Regions from separate parts of the Nomascus leucogenys genome. Here region 1 is linked to region 2. The links are chromatin contacts, called in public Hi-C maps. All regions are on one chromosome and are shown on one strand. Each heading gives the region's core, a stretch centred on a gene start, on an enhancer-like site or on the middle of the called end of the contact. The rest is flanking DNA. Distances are from core to core; before and after follow the strand shown.

Region 1 (2,856 bases), core at 188-2,687, 520 kb before region 2:
TGTGGCTTGCCTTGTATCACAACTGACACCTACAAGGCCATGGACTCCTAACTGACCTATAGTCACTGGCAGTATCCCTGGCACCTAGCACAATGCCTGGTACCTAGATAAACCTTAACATAAACTCCTAGGGATTTAAGAAGCAATTAATTTGACAAGAGAATCAGCACCACTCTAAGACAAGAAATAAGTAGTTATTTTAGGCCAGGCACAGTGGCTCACGCCTGTAATCCCAGCACTTTGGAGGCTGAGGTGGGAGGATCACCTGAGGTCGGGAGTTCAAGAGCAGCCTGGGCAACATGGTGAAACCCTGTCTCTACTAAAAATACAAAAATTAGCCAGGTGTGGTGGCACATGCTGTAATCCCAGCTACTCGGGAGGCTGAGGCAGGAGAATCACTTGAACCCAAGAGGCAGAGGTTGCGGTGAGCCAAGATCCACTGCACTCCAGCCTGGGCGACAGAGCAAGACTCTGTCTCAAAAAGAAAAAAAAAAAAGTCATTATTTTAAATAGGAGCAAAATTCTTTTAGAGTATGGATACTTCTTGAATTAACCTTAGATACTTTAAAGAGTAAATATAACATAACGGTTAAGATCTCTGGCCCCGGAGTCAGAAGGATCTGGGTTTCAATCCCAGCTTTACAACTCATTGAGCCATGCTGGGCATGTTCCTAGACCTCCCTAAGCCTTAGTGTCCTCATCTGTGAGGGTAACTGAGATAAAGCCTCAGCATGGTGCCTGGCACACACTCACGCTCAATGCATCTTAGTTGTAATTATGAAGTACATTGTTAGTGTCAGTTAATCCAGGCAATAACACAAAAAGAAAACGTTAGCTATCCATATTTATATCCCACAAAGAGGAATATGCTCAAGATCTATTAAGTGCCCAATTAATGTTTGCTTAGTGAATAAATGAGAGAGAAGATGAGGAGGAGGAAGGAAGGTAGGGGAGGAGGAGAAGGGAAGGAGGAAGAAGAAGAAGAAAGATGAAAGGGAAAGTGAGGAGAAGGGGTACTGAACTAGGAGTCAGGAGGGATACACCTTCAAATATGCCATCACTAACTTTGTGACTTGAAGTAAGTTCCTTTCTTGGTCTCAATTTGCTCCTTTTAAAGATGAAAAGTGACTGGATGATGCCTCAGTTTCCTCCCTCATGATACCCTCTCGGGGCTCCAGCAAAGACCAGAGTTCCCACTGCTGATCATTTTTGCAGTGTTCCCTTAGATGCTGCAGGTGGTGCTGCTGAGTTAGGAAGAAAACCTGTTTTTCTGCAACTTAGTTCTTAGCTGCCAAGTCTGTATTAATAGCAGACCAGAATTAGGGAAATCACTTACTTGTTGCTGAAATGCCTGGGGCGGTAAATGAGTCACTCTACTTCCTCTCTTTCCTACCTGGCCTCTCCCGTTGCCATGAAAGTGCCGCGGGTGTGGAATGGCAGCTAGCCTTGATTCTAGTTCCATTCCTGTTTCCGGCTGGTGACCTTGGGCAAAGATACGTGCCGTCTTAGGACCTCTGTTGTAGTCTGCAAAATGACGATAATAATTCTGGTACCCCAGGAGTGTTGAGAAGATTAATTAAATAATGTGTGTCAATGGACGATCACGGTGCCTGGCACCTAGTAGGTATTCAAGAAGTGTTGGTTTCCTTCCTTCTCTGCCTTTTAGTCACTGTGGATTGTGGTTAGCACTTCAGAAGAAATGAACAGAGCACAGTGACAGACAGATGAGGAGGTGGGCTTCCCAAGGAGGACGCACTGAGGAGGGGACAGGCCCTCTGAGGCTAGAAGGATGTGGAGGAGGAACAGCATCCCAAGCGAAGGGTCAGCAAGTACAAAAGCACCGTCCATCTCCCCCAGCTCCCCTGGCCCCTGCCATTACAAACCCATCTGCAATCCCTGGCTGGCTCTGACCTCTGAGCCCCAGGGTCTACCTCGTTCATACCCCTACAACAGCAGTCATTCGCTCCTATTGTACATTTTGCAAACATGCATGCCCCTTCGAGGACCAGGAATGCATTTTATTCATATCTATCTCCCCAGAACCTGGTGCAACAAAAGCCTTAATGAATAAACGAGCCAATGACTGCATCATACTGGGACCCATTCAGTCTCTCATTAGCTGTCTTTACATAAATGCATCTCGACCTTTTGGCGGCTTCCCATCTTGGCATACTCAGCACCTAGTACATAGTAAGTGCTCAGCAAATGCCTGCTACTGAACTTCAGTTTGATTGTCATGTATGGAGCACCGACTGTGTGGCAGGAACTCTACTCATCACCAGAGACGCAAAGATGTATCAGGGGTAAGCCAGGGTGTGAAGGACTCACCTTTTAGAAAAATAAAAGAACCAGGAGCACATATGCAGCAGTTGACACGTTCATTTCTCAAGTGCTTTATATGCACTCTTCTACTTAATCCTCACAAAAACCTGAGAGGTAGGTACTACGATTAGCGCCACTTCATAGATGGGAAAATTGAGGCTTGGGTGGAGAGACCCACACTGGGTGGCAGAGCCAGGCTAAAAGCCAGGGGTCTGTCACTAAAACCCTCGTCATTTACCACTTTGTCATAAATGTGTGCACACAGAAATAATGTAGACGTGTGCCCGGTGGGGGGGAACTGAGAAATGGAGGTGGCAGTTGGGATCTTCCAGAGGACAGTCCATGTGAATTGACCTTGAAGGACAAAAAGAATGTTTCCCGGAAGATCACGGTGGCAGCACAGAATTGCAGCAGAGAGGGAAAGGAATATTCAGGCAGAGGGATGCGGTCCCGCAGCCTGCAGAGACTGCGGTAATGAGGATGCAACACACAGCCTGGCCACAGGGTCTGCCTGGAGACACAGGCTCTTCCCTG
Region 2 (2,722 bases), core at 185-2,684:
AGGCTGACTAAACTATTTTTAAAATTGGTATTTTATGTATTAAAATACGAATCACACCTAGGGTAGAAAAGTGACAAACACAAAAGAAATCAACAGATAATAACTCGTTTTACCGACTGGTTTGATTTGAATACTCTCCAAAACTTCTAAAATGTTACATGATGAGTTGATTTAAATATCCTTACACTTTCTTACCCTTCTCTGACACAGTCACTGACAAATGAAATAACCTATATATGTGCTGTTATCTAATACAGTACTCATTTTTCACATGTGACTACTAAATATATGAAATATGGCTAGTGCAGATTGACATGTACTGTAAGATTCTAATTTTAGTATCAAAAAAGACAAAATAATATTAGTAACTTTCATATTGATCATATGTTAAAATATTTTAGACACATTTGTTTAAATAAAACATTTCTAAAAGTAATTTTTCCTCTTTCTTCTTACTTTTTGTAATAAGGACAGCAGAAAATTTTAAATTACACTTGTGGCTAACACTATACTTTAATTGGACAGGACTGCTATATATAAATAATGCTTTACATTTATATATAACAAATAATTTCATTTATAAAGTACAGAAAGAAGAGGGAGAAAAAATAGGTCTGGATAATAAAATAATCTTCCCTAGAATAATCAAGTCAGTTTAGTTATGTTAATTACCAATCTACAAAAAGCTCCTTTCTGCTTACTAGAAGATGTAAAATTTTATGTCTTTTAAAAAGGAATCTGATGTCTCAAAAATAATCCTAAAGTCTGTTCTATCTACTTCTTCCATAAGCTGTCATCTTTGCTTAGCATTAAACGAGTCTCAATTATTTCCAATTATCAAAGATATATAATAAAGTGCTAATCTAATTTTAAATCTGATTGAGTGACTCCAATTCAGTTTTTTCTGTGGTGGTCATTTTCAAACCCCGTTAGGTCACTGAAACCTAAACCAAGCTTCAGCTCCAAAGACAAAAAAGCAGAATTAATAGAAAAATTATTCTCAGGATTCTAGAAAAACCCAGATGGTATTCAGATACTATACACACTGTTTTAAAAACTAAAAAGTGACTCATTTACTGTTTCACAAAGTGACATCCTAATGTGAATGGGAGAGCTTAGCAAACAGGGGAACACAGCAAGTAATTATTTCCACACACGCCATCATGTGGAGAAACCATGCCAACTTTCAGGTTGTTACAGTCGGTGGAGGAAAGAAAATCTGGAGGTGTTGGAATGATTGGAAATTTATGGAGTGAGATTCCACGGTAACAGGAGGTGAGGTGAGGTGAACAGCAGCCAAAACTTTCCTCTCAATAGCTCTTAAAAAGGAAACTACTCAACTTTCTGACTAAGGAAGCCAATAGGAAAGCACATTTCACCCTTTTTGACATTCTAAAACTGTCCCAAATACAACTGGGCCACTGGAGGAAGGACAAAATTACAAGAAATTTATGCACACAATATGTGTAAGTCTTTTAAAAGTGGTTTTAAAATGTAATCGATAAAAACAAAATCAAGAAGCATTAACTTGGAAGAATAAATACTTATGATTCATATGAAATGTTTATTTTTATTTTGTGAAAGGATCGGCATCAATCACTGGCAAATGAAACTGATTAACCCACACAACTGAAAATGAGAGCAGCAAAGCTGAGAGGTATAGTCCTCATTCCTGGAAGAGTCGATCTCAAAATGTAACCTTAATAGTCCTATAGTTCTCTGGTCTAATAGAATCAACACATTCTTACTTTTTATATACATGAAATAATTCAGGCTCCAAATTCCAGTAATTTAGTGATTGTATCTTTTATATAATCTTAAACTGTGCAATAAGCACTGTTCAAAAAGCCAATAGCCACTTCATAAGAAGTGTTCTGGTGCCACCTAGTGGTATTTCCTACCAAATGGGAAATACTAGAGAAGGGTTCTCGAAGTGTACCCGCAGACCCTGGGAACTTCTCAGAAATGCACATTCTTTTTTTTTTTTTTTTTTTTATTATACTTTAGGGTTTTAGGGTACATGTGCACAATGTGCAGGTTTGTTACATATGTATCCATGAGAAATGCACATTCTTAGACTCATTCGAGACCTACTGAAACTCTAGTGGCAGAGTCCAGCAATCTGTGCGTGCGTGGTGCGTGCGTGTGTGTGTGTGTGTGTGTGTGTGTGTGTGTGTTTTTAAGATAGTCTCACTCTGTAACCCAGGCTGGAGTGCAGTGGTGTAATCTTGACTCACTGCAACCTCTGCCTCCTCGGTTCAAGTGATCCTCCCACCTCAGCCTCCCGAGTAGCTGGGACTAGAGGCGTGTGCCACCATGCCCAGCTAATTTTTGTATTTTTAGTAGAGATGGGGTTTGGGTATGTTGGCTAGGCTGAGGTCACCTGACCTCAAGTGATCCGCCCGCTTCGGCCTCCTAAAGTGCTAAGACTACAGCTGTGAGCCTTCTCTATGCCCAGCCCAGCAAGCTCTCTAAATTGATGCTGATGCACCCTCAAGTTTGAGAACCTCTGCCTAAGACATTCCATACACAAAAATGGAATGCGGTCTTTAAAAATTAGGTTCAAATGAGAACTCATGGACACAGGAAGGGGAACATCACACTCCGGGGACTGTTGTGGGGTTGGGGGAGGGGGGAGGGACAGCATTAGGAGATATACCTAATGCTAAATGACGAGTTAATGGGTGCAGGAAATCAACATGGCACATGGATACATATGTAA

Evidence for each region. Hi-C and Micro-C count contacts between places; a contact is called where the count stands out from the background.
Region 1: a contact with region 2 is called in a Hi-C map of a lymphoblastoid cell line, with 8 times the contacts expected there. The contact joins two enhancer-like sites. A contact is called at or near these places in 2 of 4 Hi-C or Micro-C datasets (a lymphoblastoid cell line and an unstated tissue).

The regions. Positions count from the first base shown.
Region 1 is chr16:77,717,847-77,720,702 of Asia_NLE_v1, reverse strand. No RefSeq gene overlaps it. Among named protein-coding and RNA genes, the nearest start is that of TRIB1, 210 kb to the right of the region's middle. Within about 2 kb of position 1,437, the one cell type or tissue checked has an H3K27ac peak away from gene starts, as active enhancers do. A contact at or near this core is called in a lymphoblastoid cell line, where this site is marked.
Region 2 is chr16:77,195,208-77,197,929 of Asia_NLE_v1, reverse strand. All of the region lies in intron 3 of NSMCE2 (E3 SUMO-protein ligase NSE2), which reads right to left. Among named protein-coding and RNA genes, the nearest start is that of WASHC5, 33 kb to the right of the region's middle. Within about 2 kb of position 1,434, the one cell type or tissue checked has an H3K27ac peak away from gene starts, as active enhancers do. A contact at or near this core is called in a lymphoblastoid cell line, where this site is marked.